2 separate regions of the Hordeum vulgare genome follow, and region 2 is linked to region 1. Evidence: chromatin contacts called from public Hi-C data. All regions are on one chromosome and are shown on one strand. The core of a region is the stretch at or near the end of the contact, and the rest is flanking DNA. Distances in the headings are between cores, read along the strand shown. Region 1 holds the start of LOC123428564 (putative 1-phosphatidylinositol-3-phosphate 5-kinase FAB1D). Region 2 holds the start of LOC123428568 (translation initiation factor IF-2).

Region 1 (7,322 bases), core at 1,458-3,957:
CCTGATTTTACGGTGACTGACACGTGGACCCACATATCAGCCTCTACAAAGTTAGGTGACTTGGTACGAACAAGTGGTGTACCCCTTGGCATCTCCTCCCACAAGAGCACCCAACGAATAGGATTTTTCTGCCTCCCACCATGCAACCTTCGGCATGTGTCGTCTTCTATGGCTTTAGGGCTATGGAGTCGTGGTGGATCCTGATCCTTGTTCGTGGGAGCGCTCCGTTTTTTTATGGTAAGGTTTGTGTCATAGTAAGGAAGGTGAGACAACGGTGGCTCTCCGGAATAATGTTCTCCTCTCCTAGCCCCGTCCAGCAATGTTTTTTAGTAATACTGGAGGGCGTGTGGAGGTTTATCTCCCACGGATCTTGGGGGATACGGTCGGCGTCTGTCTTTGGTGAATCCTCATGTATCTTGTTTTTGTTCGTCTAACTTCGTGTCTCTATAACTTGAATCTTTCTGATTTGCTCTTCTTTTCATTAATGGCGATTGTTGTTCTAGTGTGCTAGTTCCATGAGGCCTTACCACGATGTCTTTTGTCTACTACAACAAAGTTTGCCCGATTTCGATGAGAGAGGGATGTTGATGATGGTGCGTCTTCGTCTCGCTCAACAAGTGCTTGTTGTCATCGCTAGATGGTACACGGATCTGGATGCAATTTTTTTGCTTTTGGCGTTCTTTGTACTACCATGATAGTTGATGAACAGATTAGAAGTTTTCCCGGCCAAAAAGTTAGGTGACTTGGTGTACTCACATGCTAGCCACCACAAAGTTTAGGTGACTCAACTTCGAGGATCTCGGTTGCCGGCCTATACACATGTAAACTGTTCTTTTTTTCAAAAAAAAAAATCAGTTTATTCATCTTTAATCATGATAGTAAGAATAGCAGAAATTATAAAAATTACATTCAGATTTCTAGATAATATACCGACGACTACAAACACTGAAGCCAGACGAAAGGATGTCTCCTCCATCGTCCCTTTCATATAAGAGTCGGTCAAAATTTATTGTAGTAGATAGTCGAAAAGTTATCGTGTTAAGGACCTCATAGGACCGACACACCAGAATAACAACCATCAATGAAAAGTGTAGATTATAAGGAACCAACCTGTAGACACACGAACGAAGACTGAAACATGAGCAGGTCCACCAAAGACAACAACCGACCGAATTCTACAAGATCCGTCGGAGGCACTCCTCTATGCGCCATCTGGTGATGCTAGATACACCATCGAGGCGGGGGCTAGGTGCGGAAAAACTTATTTCACTTTCAGGGAGCGGTCACCGTCTTGCCTACCTAGAGGAAATAGGTTGCCCTAACAACCGATGGAAATGGTAGAAAAAGCTTGAAGGAAAATTCAAATTTTATTGTGCAAACTTAATGCAGAACGTTAAGTTAGGAACAAAGAACAACTGCAAACCACTGTGTCTAAAGTGACGTCCCATCTAGAGAAGAAAAACGAACAGCTATAATCGACTCTGACTGGACCGAAATGGATATGAGAGTCAGCATCGCTTTTAATTTATACTGACGATTTGGGGGTTAATTATTTAATTCCTTGGTGTAATAAACCATGTAAATGGAATAATAATTTCATAAGTTGGAAGATATCCTCAACTGTGTAATATGACTTTTTAAAGGAATCTGGTTTATTAAAAAAAATCGTATGGCATCTCAAACACAATAAAATTTATACCGAGATTCCTGGACCACTTGTCGATGGTAGAACAATCGGCTGTCGTCGCTTCTATTTCATGGAACCGCTTAACCTTGTCGATGACAGGCAGAAAGCCTTGGTGCACATGCCGCTAAGGACCAACACGCCGGTGCCGCAATCGATGCAGTTAAATGCTTGATTTGGTCCAAGGACCTCGCACCAAATCTTGCCATCTGACGCACAAAAAAAAGTTGTAATCTACCTAAATTAAAGACTAATTCTAAACTAAAGAAGATAGAATTCGCCTAAGGTAATAATAATTGATAACAGATTAATGAATGGAAGGAGGATGTTTCCATGTTAAAATAAATGTTTTAAGTTTAATGTAATTTTATATTAAAGTTAGTAGTATATATAAAGTTAAAACAGTTAATTTTTTTAACGAAAAAGTTGAGACAGTTAATTAATGAATGAATGAATGAATGGGAAGAAAACGGCGCGTGCCTCCTCATAGGTTCCAATCAATCAATAATTCAGGGCGGCAGATGCAAAGCAAGCAGCGTCAGACAAGTTTGATTTGATTCATGGAATGGCTAAGCTGGACAGGAGAAGACGGTGGATGCTAATGGATCGGCCACGTGTCAGCATGCATGTCATGCAGCTTAGTACGTCTACTATTTTCTTTCTTTTTTCTCTTGGGCCTGTCGCCCCACGCGGCGTATCTACACCTACACTAGACGAGAGGGACAGTAATTAACGTGCTGCAATCTTTTAACAAGAGAAGTAGTAACTAGTTATATTACTATTATATATAAACTGGCCTAGTTTGTGGATTGCCTAGTAGACTCTCTGCAAAAAAGAAAATCGTATCATTTCAAGAAAGAGAGGCCGGCACACAAGAAAGAAAGATAGATAGATTTTAGGAAAACAATCAATCAATCGTTTCGTTTTGAGTTCCGCCTCGTCAAATCATCGTCTCCCATCTCCTCAATCCTTGCTTGGGCCGATTGGTTGCTAGCTGAGGGGGAGGGGGAGGGGAAGGAGGGAGACACCGACACGAGTAGTTACCAGTCAGCCAGCCAGCCAGCCATCGTCGTCTTCTTCTCTCTTGGATTGATAGGACGACTTGTTCGTCGTCTTCTTCCTCTCATTCTCCTATTTCTTCCCTCCTCTGTTGCTCCATTGCTGCCCCTGGTTCCAGTCCACCACCACCATCTTCTCTTCTCTCGCCGGCGGCAACTGCCTGCTGTTGCTGCCTGCTGGTTCCATTCCAGGTCCAACTCCGTCCACCGCCTGCTTCTTCTTCTTCTTCTCTCGTCGGCGGCTTCTGATTTCGGGTCCTCCGAGGCGACACCTACTAACCAATTAGCTGCAAACCTTATCGAGTAAGTTGCTCTCTGCCTACTACTACTACTAGTACGGACGGATGGGTTAAGCAATTCATTGATTGATTTTTTTTCGATATGTACTAGAACAGAAATTCCCTTCCTCTCTTCTCTATCCATATACACAGTACGTACTACATAACATACAATCTCAAACTTTTACTCTCAATGGATATGATATGATATGATATGAATGTTCCTCAAATTCAGATGCACCACCACTGCTTTCCCAATTATAAGCCGCTGACCTTAACAAACAATCGATTGATTATAATTCATTCCTATCTTTTAAGGGATATATCTTCCACTTCCAGCTTACACAAGCAAGAAAGGGGGCAGGAAATTCAGAGATATTTCTTCATTTCAGCCCATGCTGATGATGACACATATGCGCAGCAAGGGCATCTAAGCTTAATTTCAGTGATAATCTGGCCATGAATATCAATACGCTCATCATCACCACCAACATTACTACTACTACTAGTAGGTATGTGTGTCTCCTGTCATCTCATTCATTCATGTATAATACCATGTCCGCTTCGGAGGTGATAATAATGTGCCTGCTGTAGGGAGGGCGGTGTCGACGGTAAACTCAACCGTGTCCATTTCCTGCTGCCGGCGTACCAAGCCACCGCCAAGCATGCCGACGACTCTGACGGTGCTGCTGAATTCATCAACGCCGAGGACGGTGATGCTGTCTGGGTGCCGCCAGAGGCGGCCGGCAACGATGATGATGATGATACAAACCATTTGGGTGCACACACAAATGATGATGATGATGATGACGGCGACGATGATGAATGGCATGATGGTATCAGTTGGGGGCAGCCGAGCTCCAGTGACTCTGAACCCAGCCCGAGTCCTAGTCCCAGTCCCAGGGAGGAGCGGCACACGGGGATGCTCAGGGCCATGGACAGGCAGCTCAAGATGCTCACCACCAGGTTCCTGGCGTCCGCAGGCATATCCTTGCCCCGGGAAGACGACGGTGGCGAGGGCTGGCTCGACATCGTCACCGCCCTGTCCTGGGAGGCTGCTCTGCTCATCAAGCCTGACGGCAAAGCCGGAAATGAAATGGACCCTGGGTCTTACATCAAGGTCAAGCGTGTTGCCACCGGCACCCGCCGACAATGGTAACAAACATATACCAGCCTCCTAACTACAAGACATATATGCGGCGATAGAGTGTTCTGATGGAGCTGTTTGTGTCTTGTTTGCAGTGAGGTGATCAACGGGTTGGTGTTCAGGAAGTATGCAGCTCACAAACACATGCCCACCAAGTGCCACAACCCCAAGCTGCTTCTGCTCCGAGGCGCCCTCGGGGACTCAGATGTCGGTCTGTCATCATTTGATTCCATGGAACAGGTTGGGACTACACATATATATGATTTGATTTTCTTCAAATACTGAATCCGCATTTCTACTGTCTTTTTTTATGTCAGAGATGATTTATGCTCTTTTCTGAAACACAACTTGAGAGTTTTTATATATATTTTTTTTTACAAGGAAAAGGACCATTTGGAAAAGGCAATCAGCCAAGTGATGGAGAAATGTGGTCCAGATGTCATCCTGGTGGAAAAAACAGTTTCGCGGGACATACAGGAGCTTCTACTGAACCAAGGTGTCACCCTGGTGCTCGATATGAAGCTCGACCGGTTGCAGAGGATTGCTCGCTGCTCTGGATCTCCTATAGTCTCTGTTTTAGACATCATGACCACGACAAAGCTCAAGCAGTGCGACTACTTCCACATCGAAAAGGTCACCGAGGAGCATAACGGTGCCGGTGGTGAGGGCGGGAAGCGGCCGTTGAAAACGTTGATGTTCTTGGAAGGGTTTCCCAGGCCGTTGGGATGCACGGTATGTGCGCTTTGTCCATCATGTACAGTATAAGATTCATTCATGTTGAATCTATTTCATGAAGCCCTTATAAATTTTGCTTTCTGCAGATATTATTGCGAGGAGCAAACAGCGAAGAACTGAAGAAAGTCAAGCAAGTCATGCTCTACACCGTGTTTGCGGCATATCACCTGGTTCTCGAGGCATCCTTCTTTGAGGATCAGAGGGTATTCTTGAATGACGGAAGTGCTCCAAACTCTGTTGGTGTGAAGGAAGGGCCATCATTTCCTGTCAGTCATACAGAGAATGATGTCACGCTCACGCATAACAGATCACTGGAACATAATTCTGATGCAGAGGCAAGTTCAGATGCTTTATACTCACCGACGGATGGCTGCTCAAGGGAGCTCACGGAGGGTACAAGCAGAACCATCCATTCAAACCATGCACTTCCTTCTGAAAAAATGCTAGTATCATCAGTCTCGGGGTCACTGAGAGGATTCATCGATAAATTCCGCCGTCAGAATATTTATCTACCTGTCACTTCTCAAGAGACAGCTGATCACCAGAAAGGAGGAACACCTGAGCTCAATCAACAAGTACCAAGTGAAGGTATTCATGCCATGTTAATGACAGATGGACCAGCTGATTCCGGTGAGTACACGGACAGTTTACAAGATTTCCAGAAACAAACAGATCAACAAATGACACTGGCTGATCATCCAACATGTGGGCAATTATCAGCTATATTGGAAAACGCCGCTAACAGCGAAGAGAAAACCTCATCCGTTGACGAGGTTGATGATGTGTTGGATTCTCAGAGCATACTTATTTTGATGTCCAGCCAATGCATCGTAAAACAGGTCATCTGTGAGCAGAGTCATCTGTCTCGGATAAATTATTATGGAAATTTTGATGTCTCTTTAGGCCGATATTTGCAAGACATTTTGCAGAATCAGGTAACTTCATTTATTACAGTATACCCCGCTTACGATGAACAGTTTAAATGATATACAGCGCACTCTTTTTACTTACCAAAAAAAAAGTAGTAGGACTTTTTGTGAAAGAAAATATTTATTGTTTTATCTCACTTATGTCAGCTGCATAAATTTGGTACTTACAAATATGTTCTTTTACTTTTTTTTCTTTTTATACATAACATTTTTCTTCAAAAAGCTTTTCTGCCCTCTGAAGTCGTCCTAAACTGCTCAAGATTCCTAAATTTTTATTTGTGGCAGAACCTAAGCTGTTTCTCATGCGGAGAGCCTCCGGAGGCTCACGTGTACTCTTACACCCACCGCGATGGTAACCTTACAGTTCTTGTGAAGCGTTTGCTGCCTGACCATCGCCTGTCTGGTGAATCCAAAGGAAAAATTTGGATGTGGACTAGATGCCTAAGATGCGAGCAGGAAAGCGGAATATCCAAATCATCTCGAAGAGTGATGATGTCGGCCGAGGCACGGAACCTCTCATTCGGGAAGTTCCTTGAACTCAGCTTCTCAAGCCACTCTGCTGATAGAAGACTGTCAGTATGTGGACACTCGGTGAACAGGGACTGCTTGCGCTTTTTTGGGTATGCTCAAGCGCCTTTTAGCATTTGGTTCCAAGAAGTTATATTATTTTGTCTATATTTTTAGTTTTATTCTTTCTCTTGCAAAAAGGAATATTGATATTTCTTTTCTTCCTTTTGGTTCATGGTCTGAACTTCAGGTTGGGCTCAAAAGTTGCAATGTTTCAGTATTCATCGGTCGAAATATACAACGTCTGCAAGCCACAGCAAATCCTTGAGTTCCATAATCCCAGTACGCATGAGCTGTTTGAGCAACAGGGGAGAAATGTATGTGCAGTTTTTAGTTGCTTCTTTTTATTTTATTTTATTTCATGGTCACCTTATATACCAACCTTCTGAATTCAGTCTAATGCCTCTATCGTCTTCATTTAGGTTCTTGCCAGAGGAGTTACCCTTTTCACTGAAGTTGAAAGCATAATACAGCACATGAAGAATCAGTTTCCCGAGGTGGCGGTCAGCTGCGGCGCCTTCCTTCCCGTTAAAGAGTTTTCTCAAATCGAAGAGATGTTGGTTAAAGAGAAGGCCGAGTTTGTGGTAGACCGCACGCCCCTTTTTCTGTTACTTTAATTTTGACGAAGTTACTCGTGATTTCTGGTAATTGTTAATTTTCTGATATCATCATGCAGGATTTTCTCATGAAGGCTGTTGATCGGCATGGGGTGTCTAGGTCCTCGGCACATGAGATTCTTGATGTAAATTGGCTCTATCAGGACCTTCTGCTTGGGCAGTACGTCTGGGACCGTCGGTTGCATGGACTTCTACTTTGTAGATCTTCTGGAAAAGAAAGAATGAGTAACAGCATGAAGAAGGTGACTATTGAACTTACTCATGACCGAACGGCAACTGGAGCCGAGGCTGATGATATCGCCGAGGG
Region 2 (7,322 bases), core at 2,653-5,152, 170 kb after region 1:
AATTTATCTGCAATGGGAATTTAGACGAGTGGCTGCATCCAAACACAATGAACAGCAGGACCTTCAGAAGGCTAAGTCTGATGGAAAGGCTGTGCATCGCTCTTGATGTTGCAGAGGCATTGGAATATCTTCACCACCAAATTGAGCCATCCATAGTTCACTGCGATATCAAACCATCCAACATCCTTCTAGATGATGACATTGTTGCGCATGTTGCCGACTTTGGTCTCGCAAAGATAATGCACACTGAAGCATGCAAGGAAAGTGGTGGTGGAACTGAAAGCAGCTCACTTGTGATTAAAGGAACAATTGGATACGTCGCACCAGGTTAGAAATGATTCTTTTAATCAGAATTATTGCTGATGGTTCAGTAAATTTTCTGTCGCTAATTAACGCCCACTTACCAATTCTACAAACTGAAGAGTGAAATGTGTTGAATATGTGTACTCATTATGTAGTCAATAAACTCTTGGTTTATGTGTTTTTCCCAGAGTATGGCTCAGGATCTGAAGCCTCCACAGCTGGTGACATATATGGCTATGGGGTGTTGGTATTGGAAATGTTTACTGGAAGAAGGCCAACTGACTGTTTCAGAGATGGCGTGACAAGTCTTGTCAACTATGTCAAGATGGCCTATCCTGATACTCTATTGGAAGTATTAGATGCTAGTGCATCCTACAGCGGAAACCTGCAACATATCATAGAGATATTCTTACAACCTATGTTTAAGATTGGTCTAGCTTGCTGCGAGGACTCTCCAAGGCACAGAATGAAGATGAACGATGTAGTCAAGGAGCTGAATGCCATAAAGAAGGCATGCGGCGCTCATATGCATGTTCATGGATTTGAAGCAACCGCCTGATCTGGATGAGCAATGAAGTGGCGATGTGGTTGAAATGTATGTCCCAGTATGTTTCGTGACAATTCCTGTTTTCTGTTTTATGAATATGCAAGAGAGTCATCATGTGTCATTGTACTAGAAGCACAAGTAGTGCACTTTTCAATCCTCGTAGAAAAAAAAATTGGCAGCAATTTTTCATTGCATCAAAGACTGTACCGAGTGGATCCTACTCCTAGCACATTGTCAGTTCTCCTTGCTGTTGTATCATCTTTAGAATTTCTGAATTGCCACATTGGTTCACATAGGTAAAGTTCTAGATAATGCTTGTTACAATCAGGTTACTGCTTTGATTCCAGTGGCTAATGAAAAACAGTGCTTTGAGTTTTCGTATACTTTTGGATATGAATCCAATGGTATCAAGTTTATATACCCATAACGCCCGCAATCTTGGTCATTGGTTCTTGGGGTATGAGCTTTTTAGTCATCCAGCGACAAGTTGAACCGAAACTAATCTCCATAAAAATATGGGTTCTAGATCCCCTTCCTTTGCTTATATAAAAATGCATAACAAATACTAGCCAGTACATGCATGTTCAATCGTCTCACTAGGTACAGATGAGCGACTGCATAACAAATGAATTTGAGACAAGTTGAAGAGACACCAAAACGATCCACACCGAAGTACATAAACTTGCCTATATCTCATCTTCATCATCGAAAGGGTCCCTCTCCGGAAAGTCGCCAACCTGCAAACAAAACTGCTCAATAACACTTCCACTCCCGAATTTTTAAGGGGATGCACGAAGACTGAATGTTATAAAAAGCGAAGAAAAATATACTACTCCCTCCGTCCAAAAATAAGTGTCTTTGATTTAGTACAAAGTTGTACTAAATCAAAGACACTTATTTTGGGACAGAGGGAGTACTAGGTAAGGTAGGTAGGCATCTACCTTCACTTTCTCTGGCCTAACAATTGCTCCATGCCCTTGAGGGCACTCGAAGAAGCGAACTCCTTTCACCCTACAGCAAGCACCCCAGAAGCCAAACAAAATGTTACAAAGAACTGCTTCTCCAACGGTATGCGTTGTTGTTGTTTGTTGTTGATAGTTTGAGAACAAACATACATGCCATCGTGTTTTCCAAGTGGCTCATCGTATTGCACTCCAACCCAAAATCCACGCCCAAGGGCTTCAGCTTTGCCGACGAATTTCACGGTGCCCCTCTTGGCACCTGGCTCGAGTTCACATCTATCTCCCACCTGTGACAATGTTAATATTGAATTGTAAAACAATACATGTAAAAAAAAAACAGGTATAAATTTCATTTCATGACACAGGAGAAGAAATCTTGCACCCATACTCCAGAATGTTCATGCATACAGCAAAGAATAAATAGAACAAGGACCAACAATTAGTACATCACATGCCTACGAAGCAGAGTACCATGTTAATAAGTCATTAATTATCTTGGCACAAAACTGAGTCAAGTACACAGTATTCGATAGTCATACTTACCAAGTGGAATTCCATTTGTTCTTTACTGAAACTGCTAGTCAAATCAGGGAGCTACTAAAAGGAAATATACACTGAAATACTCCCAAAAGCTGCTCCAGTTAGCAACCAAAAAGGGAAGATGGATACGAGTAATTTCATGTGCAACATAAGCATGTCCACAGATTCCATCAAAGTTAAACTAGTATGCTAGGAAGAAATTATCGCAACCAGTATGCTAGCTGGCAAACTGCATACCAGACACTAAATGTGGAACAACAGCGTTGGCATGCTAAATCGTCAATACGTAGCAAGCTAAACTATAAGATCGTTCCTCGGAAAAGAAAACCACTCAGTATATGCATAGGCAAGTGAGGTGGTTGCAGATGAGTTGGCAATATTCCATTTTATAGCCTGTGAATCTAATGTACATGTGCAAAGAAAATGAACTGACCTTGATGTTGGCACACAATTCCTCCATCTGATTGTCTGACTGCCAAAGAGGACAAGAAACAGAGTAAACAGGCCTGTTGCAGCCTTGAAAGGAACAAATAAGTCCAGAGCATGGGCAACTTACCTGGTTATCATCCGATACAGTGGTTTTCGCCACCATCTTCTCTTTGAACTTCCGGAAGTTTGCTGCACAATTGCAAAGAAGCTTAGATGTCACGGTCGAGCGAGTCGATTGCAAATGACAAACTGAACTACATTTCAGACTCTTCTACTAGATGTATGCAAGCTTTGATTAAGGAATAAGCTCAACTATGTTTCAGACTCTGAGAATTCTACAAGGGGTCCAAATTCATTTTCTTGTAAACTGGAAACAGAATGCTGCATCCTGAGAGCTTACTGCCGAGCTTGTCATACGCCTCGTCCGAGATGGTGTACTTCTCGACGAGCGAGGTGTCTTCCAGCCACCCGCCGGAGGTCACCGAGGAGGGGTCGAGGTCGATGATGTGCAGCCGGTACCTGCAGAGCACACGACCATCATATCAGATCAATAGCAATGGAAAGATGCTACTGTAGTAAGAGGAGATGCAGGTGGTGGGGGGCGGACGGACCCGTCGTAGGGGGAGTAGGCGGCGAGGGGCGCGGCGTCGCGGTCGAGGTCGGCGACCCTGGCGCCGGCCTCGTCCCGGAGCTCGAGGCGCATGGAGCCCACGGCCGTGCCCGTCTTCTTCCACAGCTTCTCCTTGAGCGCCTCCACGGTCGTCTGCGAGCAGAGCCGCCATTAGAGCCAAGCTGGAGACAAGATCCAGGCCAAGCGAGATCCAAGCTGGAGAGCGTACCTGCTGCGAGACGCGGATGTCGGAGGCGAAGGTGGCGAGGTTGGAGTGCGTGACGCGCAGCGCCACGCTGTCGTCCGCCGGCATCTGCAGCTTCGACATGTCTCCGGCGGTGACGACGACGACCCTCTGCTACTGCTGGTGGCGGCGGTCGTCGGAGCAGGAGCAGGAGCCGCCGACGCCGATATGCGGGAGTAGTAGCGGCTCCACGTGGGCTCGTCTGCGGCCCGGCCCGGCCCGGGTTCAAATGAGGCCCGTGAGAGTCCACTGGACTGGAGCGAGCGAGCGAGCAAATATCTGTTATCTCCTCGTCTTCTACCTCCCGACTCGCTAACGGATAGTGAAACTGAAACAAAGATGGCGGCTTTGACGATGGCGATGGGGATGGCGGCTGCCCCACGGGTGGCCCAGCTCGCCGGCGCCCAGCCGGGTGGCGGGAGATGCGTCTCCGTCCGCGCGGCTGCGCCTCCGCGGCAGCAGCGGTCGTCCCGGCCGCCGCCCAGGAACCGCGGCCCTCCTCCGCAGAACCGCCGGCGCGGGCCGCCGCCCAGGCCCCGTGACGACGACGGCGAAGGCGACGACCGAGGTCCGCCAGGGAGGCGGGGCCCTCCTGGCGCGCCCAGCCGCCAGCACCAGGGCCGCGGGCCGCCGAGGGGCTCAGCCGGCCGGCCGCCGCCCAGGGGGCACTCCGGCCGCGCGCAGCCGGCAGACATGGCCCGCTCGCCCGTCGCCGCTCTGCGGCGGGGGGAGGAGGAGTTCGACGACGAGGCGGGGTACAGGAACTACGAGGAGGAGGAGGAGGAAGGGGAGGGGAGGTTCGCCGGGGGCACACGGTCGGGCGGCGCCATGCCGAAACCACCCGCCGGGTTCGTGCTGGACGACCAGGGCCGGTGCATCGCCGCCGCCTCCAAGCGCATCGTCACCATCGTCAGTTGCATCACATTCAGCTTTGTCCTAGCTAATTCATTCATTCATACTCCTTGAAATGCATTATACCAAGTTCATCTTGCAAATCTCTGCAGATTGATGACGCCAACAATCGACCGTTGGAGTGCATAATCAGGAGGGTGTTCAGCAGCACGCAGGATCACGAGTGCTTGCTTCTCTGCCCCGTCGACATGTAAACAACCACACTATGTACATATTTATTCCAATGTTCATAGGTGGTTCCCCTCTTCTTCTGCTTGGTAACAGTTTCGATTCCTTCTTTCAGGCCTGTGCAGGTGCTCAAGAGCACCAACTTCAGCGGCTGGATTGCCGTATGTCTCCAGTTCCGTACATAGTGATCGATTCATTTGTAGTTCAAGCATCATTTCAGTTGATGCTAGAATATTCATGTTTTGGACATGGTTTTTAATGAGGTAAATGGTATGTGTTCTTCCGTTCTGTTGTAGGTTGACGATGACCAGATTAAGGAGATCATACCATCGGTTGCGTACGCCCTTGCTAGAGTACATATGCACTTTGTAGAAAGCGGGTAAGGGTCACACAGAAACACCATAGAAATGCAAACTTATAACCTTTTTAACTGAACTGAGACAAGGGCATTACAAATGCTGTGTACATTTAACCGTGTTCATTGCTTATGTAACACACTAACACTATGATAGTTCACCCTCTGGTCTGCGTGCAGAGGCTGGGGAGAGTTCTCCGTTGTCGAAAAATGATAGTGTAATAGTCTCTTGCCCTCTGTTTCAGATTCTGTTACACAGCACGAGGTGGCTTCTGCTTTCCTGAAGATGCAATCCAAGAATTCCACGGTAACCAGAAGCACGAACCTGTCTAGTGGTATTATTTTGTCAGTAATCCCCCCAAAAAATAGGTTCCTGCTTGTAAGAAAAGGTTTCAATGATATCTTTCTTGCTATGAATTTAAAAGTTGGTGTATCTCTTGTGTGATGTGCATCTAGTTGTTTAGTTACCTATTTGATTTGTCATATTAAAATTGCAGATTCTAGTGGTGGTAGCGGGGAGGCACCTTTTGAAGGTGTAGAGATTTGCAACTTCAATTTGGTGAGTAAATTAGATTCCTTTACTTATCTTCCTGTTTTGTGGCTGTAGCCAAAGAATCAAATTCCGACCAAGTAGAGAGATGCGGTGACTGTAATTTATTTGCCTTGTCAGAATAGTTAACATATTCATGCCTTGCTGCCATTGCAAATATCTCACGGTCGGCATGCTTGTGAATATGTTATTGCTGGCACTTAGCGTCGATACTCTGTTTGCAGGACGGTGCACACTATATGATCTATACACCAGTCGATCCACTTCTGTTCGTTGCAGTTAAGGTATGTCGGTTGTTCTTCCAACTTTATTTAGAAACTCTCGGCAACTAGATGCTTCATAAACCCCATAATGAAAGAAGTTATGCATAATTAATGATTGGCATGTCATTGTGCAGGACAAGGATGGTGTGCTACGCATTGCTGAAGATGTAAGTCCAGTTACCACTATTCTTATACGCTGAACAACGTTTGTAATGATAGGTAGCGCAATGTAGAAGCACTTTGTATATGAACCCTAACTGTGAACATGCAGGACCTGATGGATGACCCTAGTATCGTGAGCGCCATAGATGAAGAGACGGAGTTCACGGCATTGGTGGTATGCCAGCCAGCGATCAATTATTGCTTTATTTCTTTCTTTCTAGTTGGCTCCTAGCTAGTTTTGCTATTGATGACCATATTATGGTACTGACGTGTGTTTGTTGCTGTGCTTACGCAGGAGGAGGAGGAGGCCCTTCTCGAGTCGATACTGCACGGCGACGATGATGTCAGCTGATCCTAGCGTACTTTAGTGGTAGAAGTACAAGTTCGTGACAGAGAGGTATCTCTCGGGAGTATATGTTGTTAGATGCGTAGAGAACGTACATGTGTTTTGAGGCAGGTATATCATGTGTACGCTGGTATGCGTAGAGTACGTACATGTGTTTTGAGGCAGGGATATCATGTGTACGCTGGTATTGTGTTCTATCCTGTGATATGTAGAGAGAGTGTAGGTGAAGAAGAAGCTGCTAGCCTCACATTATATTGGAAGAATGGAATGGTAGTTAGTTCTTTTTGGCATCTACAGTATGTAATCAGGAGATCGGTGAATGAATGAATGAATTTGGTACACTCGACTTTTATGACAAATCAAATCGAGATGTTCTCATGGTTTATATACCATGGCCAAAAGAAAGAACGAAAAAACTGAGTGTGGTTCTCTGTTTATGTGAGCAGAACTAAAATGCCAAGTTGAACACCAACATATACTGTATAAAAAAGTGTTTATGTGACTAGCCGCTTCAGGGGTGTGGCACGTGGACATGCAGGGCACCTTGTCATGGGCACTTCGCCATGGCGCGGCCATGAGCGGCGGGAGGCTGAAGCGGAGCTCGACATTGCTAGATCGCGGCCCCGAACGGCGTTGCTGCCCGTCATCGTCGGAGAAGAAGAACAACAACGCTCGGGGAGCGGGGCGAGGATGGGAAGGTCGCGGTATTGCTCTTGTACCAATGCTGAGCTGAATAAGTTACTGGGTCCCACACTGTGGGTCCCGCTTTATTACGTAGGGGCTCACCCGATTCGAGTTTTAAACATGTGTCTAGGCAGTAGTGTCGCACGTCAGCTATTTCTGCGCTGGGAGATGTCGCATGAGAGCCATTACAACCAACAACATCGCATGAGAGATAACACACATCAACGACGTCGCATGGGAGCTATTC

The links. A called contact is a pair of places that touch in the nucleus more often than the background predicts.
Region 2: a contact with region 1 is called in a Hi-C map of leaf, with 3 times the contacts expected there. The contact joins the promoter of LOC123428568 here to the promoter of LOC123428564 in region 1. A contact is called at or near these places in 4 of 6 Hi-C or Micro-C datasets (leaf and seedling) and 1 of 1 datasets of contacts at active chromatin or transcription factors (embryo).

The regions. Positions count from the first base shown.
Region 1 is chr2H:663,568,559-663,575,880 of MorexV3_pseudomolecules_assembly, forward strand. LOC123428564 (putative 1-phosphatidylinositol-3-phosphate 5-kinase FAB1D) reads left to right here and starts at 2,708. Exons shown (of 11, transcript XM_045112781.1): 1 at 2,708-3,045; 2 at 3,615-4,175; 3 at 4,263-4,407; 4 at 4,555-4,899; 5 at 4,989-5,837; 6 at 6,117-6,451; 7 at 6,589-6,715; 8 at 6,821-6,982; 9 at 7,075-7,322. The coding sequence starts at 3,943.
Region 2 is chr2H:663,740,516-663,747,837 of MorexV3_pseudomolecules_assembly, forward strand. It overlaps LOC123428568 (translation initiation factor IF-2), which reads left to right and starts at 3,903. Exons shown (of 10, transcript XM_045112787.1): 1 at 3,903-4,544; 2 at 4,640-4,737; 3 at 4,831-4,876; 4 at 5,012-5,094; 5 at 5,316-5,377; 6 at 5,568-5,629; 7 at 5,845-5,904; 8 at 6,018-6,050; 9 at 6,155-6,220; 10 at 6,341-6,681. The coding sequence starts at 3,975. The coding sequence ends at 6,397. LOC123428569 (tubulin-folding cofactor B) reads right to left here and starts at 3,925. Exons shown (of 9, transcript XM_045112788.1): 1 at 3,621-3,925; 2 at 3,393-3,544; 3 at 3,182-3,300; 4 at 2,909-2,970; 5 at 2,786-2,824; 6 at 1,966-2,099; 7 at 1,792-1,861; 8 at 1,537-1,587. The coding sequence starts at 3,719. The coding sequence ends at 1,537. It overlaps LOC123428567 (probable LRR receptor-like serine/threonine-protein kinase At3g47570), which reads left to right. Exons shown (of 3, transcript XM_045112786.1): 2 at 1-327; 3 at 492-1,143. The coding sequence ends at 862.